2 separate regions of the Macaca mulatta genome follow, and region 2 is linked to region 1. A link is a contact called in public Hi-C data. All regions are on one chromosome and are shown on one strand. The core of a region is the stretch at or near the end of the contact, and the rest is flanking DNA. Distances in the headings are between cores, read along the strand shown.

Region 1 (5,613 bases), core at 87-2,586:
ATTACAAGCTTGAGTCACCGCACCCAGCCGGTTGCTGCTTCTAATTTAACAAGTAGAAACACTGTAACGGGGGCCGGGCGCGGTGGCTCAAGCCTGTAATCCCAGCACTTTGGGAGGCCGAGACGGGCGGATCACGAGGTCAGGAGATCGAGACCATCGGCTAAACCGGTGAAACCCCGTCTCTACGAAAAAAATACAAAAAACTAGCCGGGCGAGGTGGCGGACGCCTGTAGTCCCAGCTACTCGGGAGGCTGAGGCAGGAGAAGGGCGTAAACCCGGGAGGCGGAGCTTGCAGTGAGCTGAGATCTGGCCACTGCACTCCAGCCTGGGCGACAGAGCGAGACTCCGTCTCAAAAAAAAAGAAAAGAAACACTGTAACGGAATTTTAACACCCTTTCCTCGAAAAAATTGGAGGTACACGATTTGAGGAACAGATTATAGTCCTTGAATTAGTATAAGATCATCTTACTGAAAACTTCGTCTTGTTTTCCTTCACTGGGGCCTGGGGCTGGTTCATCCCGGCTGGTGCTTGGACATCAGCCGTCAGGGCCCGGTACCTCCCCCTTCTGCCGAGCCTTGGAGACAGGTGTCTAAGGACGCTGCCACGGCCACGGTCCCCAGAGTGGCCAGGAAGCCTAAGACAAGTCGCTTCCCCATTCTGGACTTCGGTCTGTGAAATGGGAATGGTGATACCTACCGCACGACGTTCCTAGGATTCAGTGCGATGATACGAGGGCCAGGCCCGAGAACTGCGCACGTCGCGGCGGTTTCCAGAACATGATTCCAGGGACCGAGTGCTCCGGGATAGTCCCACTGCCAGAGTTTGGCCACGCGCGTGCGCCCCAGTTTGCGGAGGAAGTTTAGCTCAAGAGCTTTTCACAACTGGTTTCTTTCCCCAAAAGGTCTTTTACCTTCGGTGTCAGCCGCCGCCAGCCAACAGGAATCTAGTTAGGGGGTGCCCATGTACCCCTGGTAGAGGCCCTGATATTTAGCCCACGCACAGACGCCGACGCTGCAAAGCCCTCCACGCTCCTGCTCGCCTGTTCCGCTCGAGTTCTGGCTCCCGGTCACTGGGACCGCCCACGTCTCAGGTGGTACAGCTTGGATGCAGGTCTCCGTCCCCTTCTTCCGCTTCCGGCCTCGGCTCCGCCCTCGCCGGAAGCGCATCTACAGCGGACTGGGCCTGCACTCGAGACGTGGTGGCTGGCGCGTCGGCCGGCGCGGTGGGATGACGCACAGAGGCAACGACCAATGGGAAACGGCTTAGGCCGGAGGGCCCGCCCCCGCCCAGCCCCGCCCCCGCCCGGCGTCGGGCCGTCGGACGGGCGGGAAGGGGCGGCCGCTGGGGCAGGATGGCGGCGGCTGCGGTGGGCGCGGGCCCTGGTGCTGGGGGCCCGGGCGCAGCAAGCAGCAGTAGCGGGGCGCGCGAGGGCGCGCGGGTGGCGGCGCTGTGCCTGTTGTGGTACGCGCTGAGCGCGGGCGGCAACGTGGTCAACAAAGTGATCCTGAGCGCCTTCCCGTTCCCGGTGACCGTGTCGCTGTGCCACATCCTAGCTCTGTGCGCTGGGCTCCCGCCACTGCTGCGCGCCTGGCGCGTGCCCCCCGCGCCGCCCGTCTCGGGCCCCGGACCCAGTCCGCATCCGTCGTCCGGCCCGCTGCTGCCGCCGCGCTTCTACCCGCGCTACGTGCTGCCGCTCGCCTTTGGCAAGTACTTCGCGTCCGTGTCAGCGCACGTCAGCATCTGGAAGGTGCCGGTGTCTTATGCACACACCGGTAGGTTCCGCGCCCGGCCTAGGGGGCGGCGGCCGGGGCGCGCAGCTTGGGTCTTGGGCGCATGGAAAGGAGTGCGCCGCCCGGGGCGCGTCCCGCCGGACTGAGAAGTCAGCAGAGGGGCTACCAAGGCTTTTGGTAGGGGAGGGACACGCACAGGATTCTTAGGGAGAAAAGGGGCTGAGAAGAGAGCTGGGAGGTAAGCAAGACAGACCACAACTGCCGTGGTGGGAGGAAGCCCTACCGACAGAGAAGGGGTGAAGAGGTCTGAGGGGCTGCCAAGCCCTCCCATCCAGCCGTGGAGGTGGAACAGGTTGGGCCCTGGAACACAGGCAGCCCCCTGAGTGCCCTTCCCTCTCTTTGCAGTCAAGGCCACCATGCCCATCTGGGTGGTCCTCCTGTCCCGGATCATTATGAAGGAGAAGCAGAGCACCAAGGTAACCCCGGGCAGGGACTCTGGGCAGGTGGGACCTCCAGGGGGTTCCTCCCTGTTGCCAACTGGTGACGTGGTCAGGATCCTGGTCTGCAGGCTGCCTGGCTTCCTGTCAAATAGGGAAGTCAGTGTAGAGGCCTCCAGTGGCCTTTTACTACTCAAGTTCTAGAATCACGCTGTGAGCAATGGTGTGTGGAGTATGTGTACCTCTGTGATCTCTGCTGTGTGGTCTTAGGAACACTGTTGTCCCTTTCAGATACAATTTTCCTCCCATACCCTACCTGGGTTTGCTGGTAGGTAATGGGTTGGTCACATTTTGGCCGTACACCCCATGTGTGGCCTTTCCAGTGGGACTAGGGACGGATCAGAACGCTGTGGGATAGGTTTACACTTTTTTTGAAACGGAGTTTTACTCTGTTGCCCATCCTGGAGTGTAGTGACACAATCTCAGCTCACTGCAACCTCTGCCTCCTAGGTTCAAGCAATTATCCTGCCTCAGCCACCCGAGTAGCTGGGACTACAGACATGCAACACCACACCTGGCTAATTTTTTTTTTTTTGTATTTTTAATAGAGACAGGGTTTCACTATGTTGCCAGGCTGGTCTCAAACTCCTGACCTCAAGTGATCAGTCTGCCTCAGCCTCCCAAAGTGCTGGGATTACAGGCGTGAGCCACTGCACTTGGCTAGATTTTCACTTCTTTACAAGAGAGAGCTGTCAGGGGACCTCTGGGATCCGAAGCCAGATACGATCAAAGGAGTTTGATCTTGGCAAAATCCAGCAAAGTCTTAGAAATTAAAACAGCCAGAAGTTGTGATGGTCTGGGAACAGAAGCGAAAGCAGCACACAGGACTCAGGGCTGCATAAGGAGGATGCTTTGGGCGCAGTCCAAATTCGGTTCAAGATGCCAAACCAGGGTATTTCCTGGCTTGGGGCAAGAATAGCCATGGCTTTAGCCAGAGACAGCTTTGTCCGGTATCCTTAAGTGGAAGTTGGGTGCCTGTCGTCCCAGCTGGAATCCATTTCATGCTGGACACCGTGCCTCTTTTCCAAGTGGTTGGTTTTTGGCATCTTGTGTTTTATGTAACTCAGAAAGGCAGTGCCCTGGATCGGCTTATAGAAATTGGGCCACCTATGGCTGATTTTTTTTTTTTTTTTTAATTCCCGCCTGTCTTTGTCCCAGCAAGACCTGTGTGTGCTCTGCAGTCTCGCTCCCCCAGGGTGATGTCAGACTGTGACTTGGCTCCTGGGAAGTCAAAGTTTTCCCAGAGGTGTGTAGCTGCATCACCGGATATCATCGTGTTTATCAGGTTTCCCCGTTGTACGGGACATTGTACCCAGCTTGGGCAAGGAGCCAGAAACTTCACACAGTGAGGAAAGACTGGGAATTGACCCGGTTAGACAGCCAGACTAATTATAATGACATCATAACTTTTGGAACCTGCCCTGCAAGGCAGATAAGGCTGGTAGTCATCATTCCTGATCTCAGGTTTTCCTGAGATGGACTGAGAGGGGAGAATCATGTGCCTGAGGGCCACAGCCCAGTATTGGGGAAGCTGGAATTCAGGTCCACAGCCCCCACTCTGCCCTCCTTGTGGCATGACCACTCCGTCCTAAGATCTCCACCTCTCCTACCTCTCCTTAAGAGTGTTTGTTTGTTTGTTTGTTTTTCTGAGACAGAGTCTCGCTCTATTGCCCAGGTTGGAGGGCAGTGGTGGGATCTCAGCTCACTGCAAGCTCCGCCTCCTGGGTTCAAGCAACTCTTGCCTCAGCCTTCTGAGTGGCCGGGATTGCAGGCGCTTACCATCACTCCTGGCTAATTTTTGTGTTTTCAACAGAGACAGGGTTTCATCATGTTGGTCAGGCTGGTCTCAAACTCCTGACTTAAAGTGATCTGCCCTCCTCGGCCTCCCAAAGTGAAGAGTGTTCTTGGTAGGACAGGGTTGAGCCAAGAGTCAGAAGAGCTGGACATGCGGGAATGGATCCCGGTGGATCCTGGCAGTTGGGAGTCGTTTAGCCCCACATGCCAGACCTTGTTGAAGGCTTTCTGTCACTATGTTTGCTACTCGTTCATTCAGCTAGCGGCTATTGAGTGCCTACTGTGTGCTAGGCACCGAGATAAAGCAGCGAACAAGGACCTGCCCTAAGGTTGTACACTAATGGAACTGGATGATGTAACAGAGTGGGTGGAGAGGCCGGGCGCGGTGGCCCACGCCTGTAATCCCAGCACTTTTGGAGGCCGAAGTGGGCAGATCACGAGGTCAAGAGATCAAGACCGTGCTGGCCAACATGGTAAAACCCATCTCTACTAAAAATACAAAAATTAGCCGGGCATGGTGGTAGGCACCTGTAGTCCCAGCTGCTCGGAAAGCTGAGGCAGGAGAATCACTTGAACCTAGGAGGCAGAGGTTGCAGTGAGCCAGAGATTGTACCACTGCACTCCAGCCTGACGACACAGTGAGACTCCGTCTCAAAAAAAAAAAAAAAGAGTGGGTGGAGAGCTCTCTGCTGGGGAAGCCCAGGCAGTGGCCCTGGGAACACAGCACAGAAGCCTCCCAAGGTGGAGGTGGGTTGGAGAAAGCTTTCCTTGTGAAGGCAGGAGGTCAGCGGGAGGAGAAGGCATCAGTGGAGTGTCCCAGCCAGGAGTAACCATACTGGAAGAGCCTGAAGTAAGAGGGAATGGGAGCTGGGCGCGGTGGCTCACACCTGTAATCCCAGTACTTTGGGAGTCCGAGGTGGATGGATCCTGTGGGTCAGGACTACAAGACTAACCTGGCCAACATGGCGAAATCCTACCTCTACTAAAAGTACAAAAAAAATTGGCCAGGCATGGTGGCACATGCCTGTAATCCCAGCTACTGGGGAGTCTGAGGCAGGAGAATTGCTTGAACCCAGGAAGCGGAGGTTGCAGTGAGCCAAGATCGTGCCACTACACTCTAGCCTGGGTGACAGAGTGAGAGTCAGTCTCAAAAAAACTATTTTTTAAAAAGAGGGAAGGGGGAGCCTTACAGAGGATCAGGGCTTCAGGCCCTGGTGTGTCAGTGGCAGCTGAATAGATCTGTGGAGTTAGGACCAGCCCTGGGCTGTGGCCCTAAGCAGAGGCTCTTAATGAGGGTGACCGTATGGGAATAGGGCTACCCACAAATAAGCCCTGCCTCTGGCGCTCTAATAACCACCTGCCCCGAGCCACCCCCCGGAGCATCACTGGCACAGCAAACACCATTTTCAAAGTGTTAGGTAGTATCCCTTTGCTGAGGGAGGAGAGAGGCCTTTCCCTGGGCCTCTGTGGTGGGCGGCCCAGCTCTAGTCTGGCCTGTGGGCAATTCTTGATGGCCTCTTCCTGCAGGTGTACTTGTCACTCATCCCCATCATCAGCGGCGTCCTGCTGGCCACCGTCACCGAGTTGTCTT
Region 2 (6,433 bases), core at 863-3,362, 89 kb before region 1:
TGGTAATTTACATCTAAGTGGGAGGAAGGCTCATGAAGTTTGGGGTTCTTTTATTTTTCTAAGTCTAAAATCTATTATCTAGTAAGTTGCTGGTGTGCTAGAATAACGATGAACAAGAAACATTTGTTCATGAACCTTTTATAAAAATAGAACACGTTCTAAGGAAGCCATTCATCCTCATTTTAAAAATGACTTTTTAAAAAATCTAAGAAGCAGGGTGTACCCTCCTGTGACCTCCCCAGCCTGGGGTCTGGAGCTGAGAGGGAGGACGCTGACCCCAAGTCACCCAGCCCTGGGACCGGTTCTGCTCCGTAAGTGGAAAGGATCTGGAGCCAGGGCTGGAAGAATTCCCGTGGGGACTCGGAGATTCAGCACCGTGGGGGAAGGGAGAGGAGTGGAGGGTGCTGGACAGTTGCAGCGGGGAGGAGAACCGGTGTCACTTTCGCTGAACCTGACCGCAGCCCCCGGCGGCGCGGCGGCCCTTATATAGACACCCCACTGGCGCTCCCACTCCGCGTGCCAAGGTCAAGGAGGGAGGTCACACCTGCGCGCGGCCAGAACAGCTGCACCGACCCCCACCTGCACCCTCGCCACAGCCGGCGCCCCTTGCCCAAGTTCCTGCAGCTCTGACCCAACAAGGAGCCCCGACCTTTCCTCCACCCCTCCCCCAAGCACCTGTTCCCCCTCCTCTAAACGGGCTCACGCCTCTCCTTCCCTTCCCCCAGCTTCATCGTCCTGGAAGCTTCTCCCCCGGGCTCACCCCGGCGGCGTGGGAGAACCCCATGATTCTCGCGCCTGACTACTCCCACGATGCAATCCTTGAACCTGTCCCCCGCTCCCTCCACCACGCACGGGCTTCCCCCTCTCCGCGACCCCCAGCTGCCCCGGCCCGCGCCCCCGGCTGCCGGCCCCCTCAGCCCCCCGCCCCGGCTCACCTGGTTCATACTTGAGGTAGAGGATGGAGACGATGAAGTAACTGAGGTCGAAGACGGGGAAGAGCGGCACCCGTGAGAAGCTGAGCGCCAGCTCGCCCAAGCTCAGCGCCGAGAGCAGCTCCATGGCGCCCGCCCGCCCGCCGGGTGCCACCCGGGGCCCCGGTCTCGTCCGTCCCGCCGCCCGAGGCCCGGCGACTGCGCCCCCGCAGCTGGGCCCGCCCCCGCCCGCCAGGCGCCACCCCAGGCCCGGCCCCCGCGGGAGAGGAGGGGCGACGGCCCACATCGGGACAGGTTGTGGGGACGCCCAGCACCACGGACGGAGCTGGACAGTCGGACGTCCCAGGCGCTGACCCTACTGACATCGCGACCCCGTTCCGCCCAGCGAGGCGGGGTGCGGGGCACCCCTGCAAGGCGAGGGAGGCTGGGGGGCTCCCCATTCTGGGCATCCCACGCACGCGGGACGCCCGTTCCCAGGGGGCCGGATCAGCCAGGACTTTGTCTCCGTGGGCTCAATTAGGACCCCGACCTTCGGTGGAGCCCAATGAGGACCCCTACGCCCTGGTGGGACCCCATGAATCAGAACCCCTGCTCCCCGTGGAGATCGGTTAGGACCTCAGTCCTCTGTGGAGCCCCGTCAAGACTTTCCTGCCCCATAGGGTCCGTTCGATCAGGAACCCCGTCCTCGGTGGGGCTCTGCAAATCAGGACCCCCGTGTCTTGTTGGGAGCAGCTCAGTGGGGACCCCCGTTCCCCATGGGGCCCAGGAGGATCTCATTTTAGAGCCCAGTTGGTTAGGGCACCCGTTTCTAGGGACCCCACTGCGTCAGGACCCCGCACCCTGTGCAGCTCAGGAGTCAAAGGATTCCTTTTCAACAGAAGCCCAATTTGAGACCCCATAAAGTGAACAGGCATTGCTGCCCAGCAAACCCTACGGCACTCAAGACCTTACGCATGCGCGGCACGCTTCGAACGCGTGACCCAATCCCAACCCCAGGAGACCCTGCCCTTTCCATTCTGGCTCTCCGGGCCTCCCCAGCAAGGTGGGGCGCTCGCGCTCCCCTAAGGGCGCCTGGCCTGCAGAGGGTGGGACCTTGATCTTCGATTGGCCCAGCCCTCGCCAGTGTTGCTTTAGGATTGGTCGGCTTCTGCTCCTCTCCCCTCCCTCCCTGGGGCTTCCGCTTCCGGTTCTGACGGACGCTTTGGCCGTAACGATGATCGGAGACATCCTGCTGTTCGGGTAATTAGGGGGACCAGAGGCTAGGAAGAGAGGGCCAGGCAGGACGCGGGGGCGCCCCTAGTAACTGTAATTCTCCCTCTGCAGGACGTTGCTGATGAATGCTGGGGCAGTGCTGAACTTTAAGCTGTGAGTAGGTCGCGGCCGGACTGTGGCTCCATCCGGGGAACCCGTAACCCCGCCCTCATAAGCGTGATCTCGGCGCACTTCTCAGGCCCCGCCCCCAAGCCGCAGGCCCCGCCCTATCCGCCCTCTGTCCACGCCTCCAGCATGGTTTAATCTTCCTCGCCCCCGAGCGACCTTAAACCCATACTCTCTTTTCCTTGGGTGTCCCTCTGTTCACCTTCCTGAAGAGCTCAAGACCCATCCTCCAAGAAATAGCCCAACCCCGGACCCTCAGCATTGCACCCGCACTGTCGGGCCGCTTTGTAAACTGTCGGTGGCTGCTGACCTGGCTGTGATTGTCCGGGCAGTGGTGGCCCAGAGAGGGACATTGAACCGTCCGAGGTCACACAGCAAGTCAGCGGCAGGGCCAGGGCTGAAACTTAGTGTTTGTGGCCTTCTGAGCTGGGGGTCAGGGGGCTGAGGCCTGTATGTCCCATTGAAAGTGGACACTGTCTACTCCTCTTTGTAGGAAAAAGAAGGACACGCAGGGCTTTGGGGAGGAGTCGAGGGAGCCCAGCACAGGTAAGGTCTTCCTGGACCCTTGAATTGCATGGTCCACTTCAGAGAGGACAGTTTTGTTTCGCCAAGTTCCACCCTCGTTTTCTTTCCTTTTCTTTCGTTTTTTAACACAAGGTCTCGCTCTGTGGTCCAGGTTGGAGTGCAGTGGTGCGATCATGGTTCACTGCAGCTTCGACCTCCTGGGCTAAAGTGATCCTTCCATCTCAGCCCCCTTAGTAACTGGGATTACAGGCGTGTGCCACCATGCCAGGCTAAATTTTGTATTTTTTTTGTAGAGATGGGGTTTCTTCACCTTGCCCAAGCCAGTCTCAAACTCCTGGGTTCAAGTGATCCCCCCCCCCCGGCCTTGGCCTCCTGAAGGGCTGGGATTACAGGCGTGAGCCACGAGTTTTCTCTTTAATTGAGCGTGTGTGTGTGAGTGGGAGATGACTCTGATAATGTGCTGTCCTTTCTGCCTACCTCTGTCATCTACTTCTTTCTCCCACCAGACCTCCCTGATGTGAGCACTCACATCACTTCCTACCGTTATAATTTTCTGTATGTTTGCTGTCATCTGGCTAATGTCTGCCCCTCACATTTGACCATAAACTTCAGAGAAGAGACCCTAGCTTGGCTTGTCCCATCCTTTGTCCTTGCCATACCAGTCGTCCGATGCCTGTGAATGAGTGAATGAACAACCTTACACATAGCTGTTGCTTTCAGAGTGCTGCAGACCTGCCACGTTTAAAATTAGATGCCAACATTCGGTTTTTAATCAGGCGATTTTATATAAAAATTCAGATGTCTGATTTTTCTTGAAAAACTGGAACATTCTGCAACTCAAGATTCAGAAGAGCTCTTGACAACTGTTGAGTGTAGTTGAGGACTCTGAGGAGATGGAGCCTGTCGACTCTGCCTCATCCCAGCCCTAACCTCTTCATATGTCTATCGTCTGCCTGGGCCCTAGAGGCCCCAGAATTTATACTTCCTACTGAATGTAATTGTGTAGCTATTTGGAGTCTTAAGGGGATCTGTACATGACTGTCGTATCCATTCATTAATTCTTTCATTCACCAGGTATTTGAGCACCTAACACGTGCTGGCTACTGTGCTAGGTGCTGGGATACAGTGGGGGTAAGACAGATGGAGTGGAACTTACCGTGGGGGTGAGACACATGGTTTCCAAGCGGGGAATAGATGGTGACAGAGGTGATGTTAGGTAACAGGGAGTCACAGGATGGTGATGGGGTTGCTCTCCTGCTGGGGTGTGGAAGGGAAGGCCATTTGAGGAGGTGGCGTCACAGTCAAGGCGGTGGATGCCATGATGGAGCACTACCCAAGGATGGGGGAACCCTGAGGATCAGAGGTTTTCTTCTTTTAGAGACAGGGTCTTGCTCTGTCGCCCAGGCTGGAGTGCAGTGGCACAGTCATAGCTCACTGCAGCCTTGAACTCCTGGGTGCAAAAGATCCTCTTGCCTCAGGCTCCCAACTAGCTGGGACTACAGGCAGTTAATACCACCCCTGGCTAATTTTCTAAATTTTTTTGTAAAGATAGGCATCTCGCTGTGTTAACCAGGCTGGTGTCCAACTCTTGGCCTCAAACGATCCTCCCACCTTAGCCTCCCAAAGTGCTGAGATCACAGCCGTGAGCCACCATGCGTGGCTGAGCTGAGATTTTGAAGACCCTCCAGCAGCTCTCCTTTTGGGGGGCCTGCCCCTGGGTGCTGACCTAGTTAGGTGCTTCCTGTTAGTGTTGCATTCTACCTCCATTCCTAAAAGGTAATAGTCACTTTCCAGTTCCCGGAACTGGAAACTGGAAGCAGATCAGGAAACTGAGGGTCAGAGACGTGGCTCAACTTTTTTGTGGCCACATAGCAAATCAGTGAGAGAATCAGGATTAGAACCTGGGTTTTTCTGCCTCTAGCAGTTGTGCACTCAATCACTAGACCATCTGTCCATCTGTTCATTTATCCATCCATTCATACATTGACTCAGCAGCCATGTGTTACCCACCACGTGGAAGGCACTACCAGGCCCTGGGGTTGCACTGTACAGATCCGAATCAGAGCTCTGGTGGGCGGGAGATTTGGCACAAAGTGGCAGGAGCATCAGTGACAGGGATGCCAGGGAGGACACCAGGGCTCTATCAGGAGCTTCCTGCTTTGCTCTCTCTCCAGTCTCCTTCCGGCCCAGATGCTGCACCCCCTGTGGGAGCTGCTCCTTGCTCTCCATCCTCTTTGCCTGGCTTAACTGTAATACCATAGTGGCTGCATTTATTGAGAGCGTCATGTGTGCCAGGCATTGTGCTGAGGTCTTCCTAGCTGCCTGACACCCCTATTGACATAAGAGGGAATGAGCATAGATAGTGCAGGGATGGGCCCAGATCACTTGTGCAGAAGGACAGAGGCAGGATTTGAGCTCATGTTTGTTAAACTGACCATGTTTGAGGTCAGAACTTGGAGCTCTGGCACTTCCTCAGAAAGGCTTTTTTTTTTTTTTTTTTGAGGTGGAGTCTCGCTCTGTTGCCCAGGCTGGAGTGCAGTGGCGACATCTTAGCCCCCTGCAATCTCCGCCTCCTGGGTTCAAGCAGTTCTCCTGCCTCAGCTTCCCTATTAGCTAGGACTACAGGGACCCACCACCATGCCCAGCTAATTTTTGTGTTTTTAGTAGAGATGGAGTTTTACCATGTTGACCAGGCTGGTCTTGAACTCCTGACATCAGCTGATCCGCCTGCCTTGGCCTCCCAAAGTGCTGGAATTACAGACTTGAGCCACCACGCCCGGCTGGAAAGGCTTTTTCTGATCTCCCACCCTTCCCCATGCACATGCCATGTTGGGTCTCTGCAGTGTGTGTTCCCGGGACACCTAAACTTTCCCACCAGAGCAGTCACGTGGGAATATTTGTTTAGTATTTCTCCTCCCCATATGCTCGTTGGGGCAGAGCCACTGGTCTTCGTTTCTTCCTGTATCCCCTGTACACTGCTGCTGCCTGGAATGAGTAACCTTTTTTTGTGTTTTGAGACAGAGTCTCGCTCTGTTGCCCAGGTGTGCAGTGGCGTGATCTCAGCTCACTGCAACCTCCACCTCCTGGGTTCAAGTGATTCTCGTGCCTCAGCCTCCTGAGTAGCTAGAATTACAGGTGCGCGCCACCATGCCTGGCTAATTTTTTCATACTTTTAGTAGAAACGTGGTTTCACCATGTTGGCCAGGCTGGTCTCAAACTCCCGACCTCAGGTGATCCACCTGCCTCAGCCTCCCAAAGTGCTGGGATTACAGGTGTGAACCACTGTGCGTGGCCTGCAGTGAGTAACGTTTGATTGGCATCTATTGATGGTGGGAGGGCCTGTTTTCACGATCCTTTGCTAGGGGAAGGGTCTTGCTGAGCAGCGCCTCTCAGACTTCCTGGAAACAGACCAAGCGCTTAATGTTTCTAGTCTGTGCTGGATCAGCCATGTATACAGGTTGTGCTGCATGTAACTAACCCCGTCGTTTGGATAATACCAGGCTCGTCTAAACCGTGTTCAGCAAGATGGTGTGTTCAGCACAGGCTCGGATGGAGCAGGAATGTCAGGTTGTCAGGTTGTCATCCCTGAAAAATAGAAA

What was found. A called contact is a pair of places that touch in the nucleus more often than the background predicts.
Region 2: a Hi-C map of liver shows a contact between it and region 1, with 2.0 times the contacts expected there. The contact joins the promoter of SMIM7 here to the promoter of SLC35E1 in region 1. A contact is called at or near these places in 2 of 14 Hi-C or Micro-C datasets (fetal cortical plate and liver).

The regions. Positions count from the first base shown.
Region 1 is chr19:17,064,713-17,070,325 of T2T-MMU8v2.0, reverse strand. It overlaps SLC35E1 (solute carrier family 35 member E1), which reads left to right and starts at 1,336. Exons shown (of 6, transcript NM_001266345.1): 1 at 1,336-1,773; 2 at 2,137-2,207; 3 at 5,550-5,613. The coding sequence starts at 1,353. LOC144336827 (a long non-coding RNA gene) reads right to left here and starts at 1,065. Exons shown (of 2, transcript XR_013409180.1): 1 at 345-1,065.
Region 2 is chr19:17,153,930-17,160,362 of T2T-MMU8v2.0, reverse strand. SMIM7 (small integral membrane protein 7) reads left to right here and starts at 2,112. Exons shown (of 7, transcript XR_013409175.1): 1 at 2,112-2,171; 2 at 2,256-2,297; 3 at 2,803-2,855. TMEM38A (transmembrane protein 38A) reads right to left here and starts at 1,134. Exons shown (of 6, transcript XM_015123230.3): 1 at 936-1,134. The coding sequence starts at 1,059. The region is part of intron 1 of LOC144336825 (a long non-coding RNA gene); the gene reads left to right.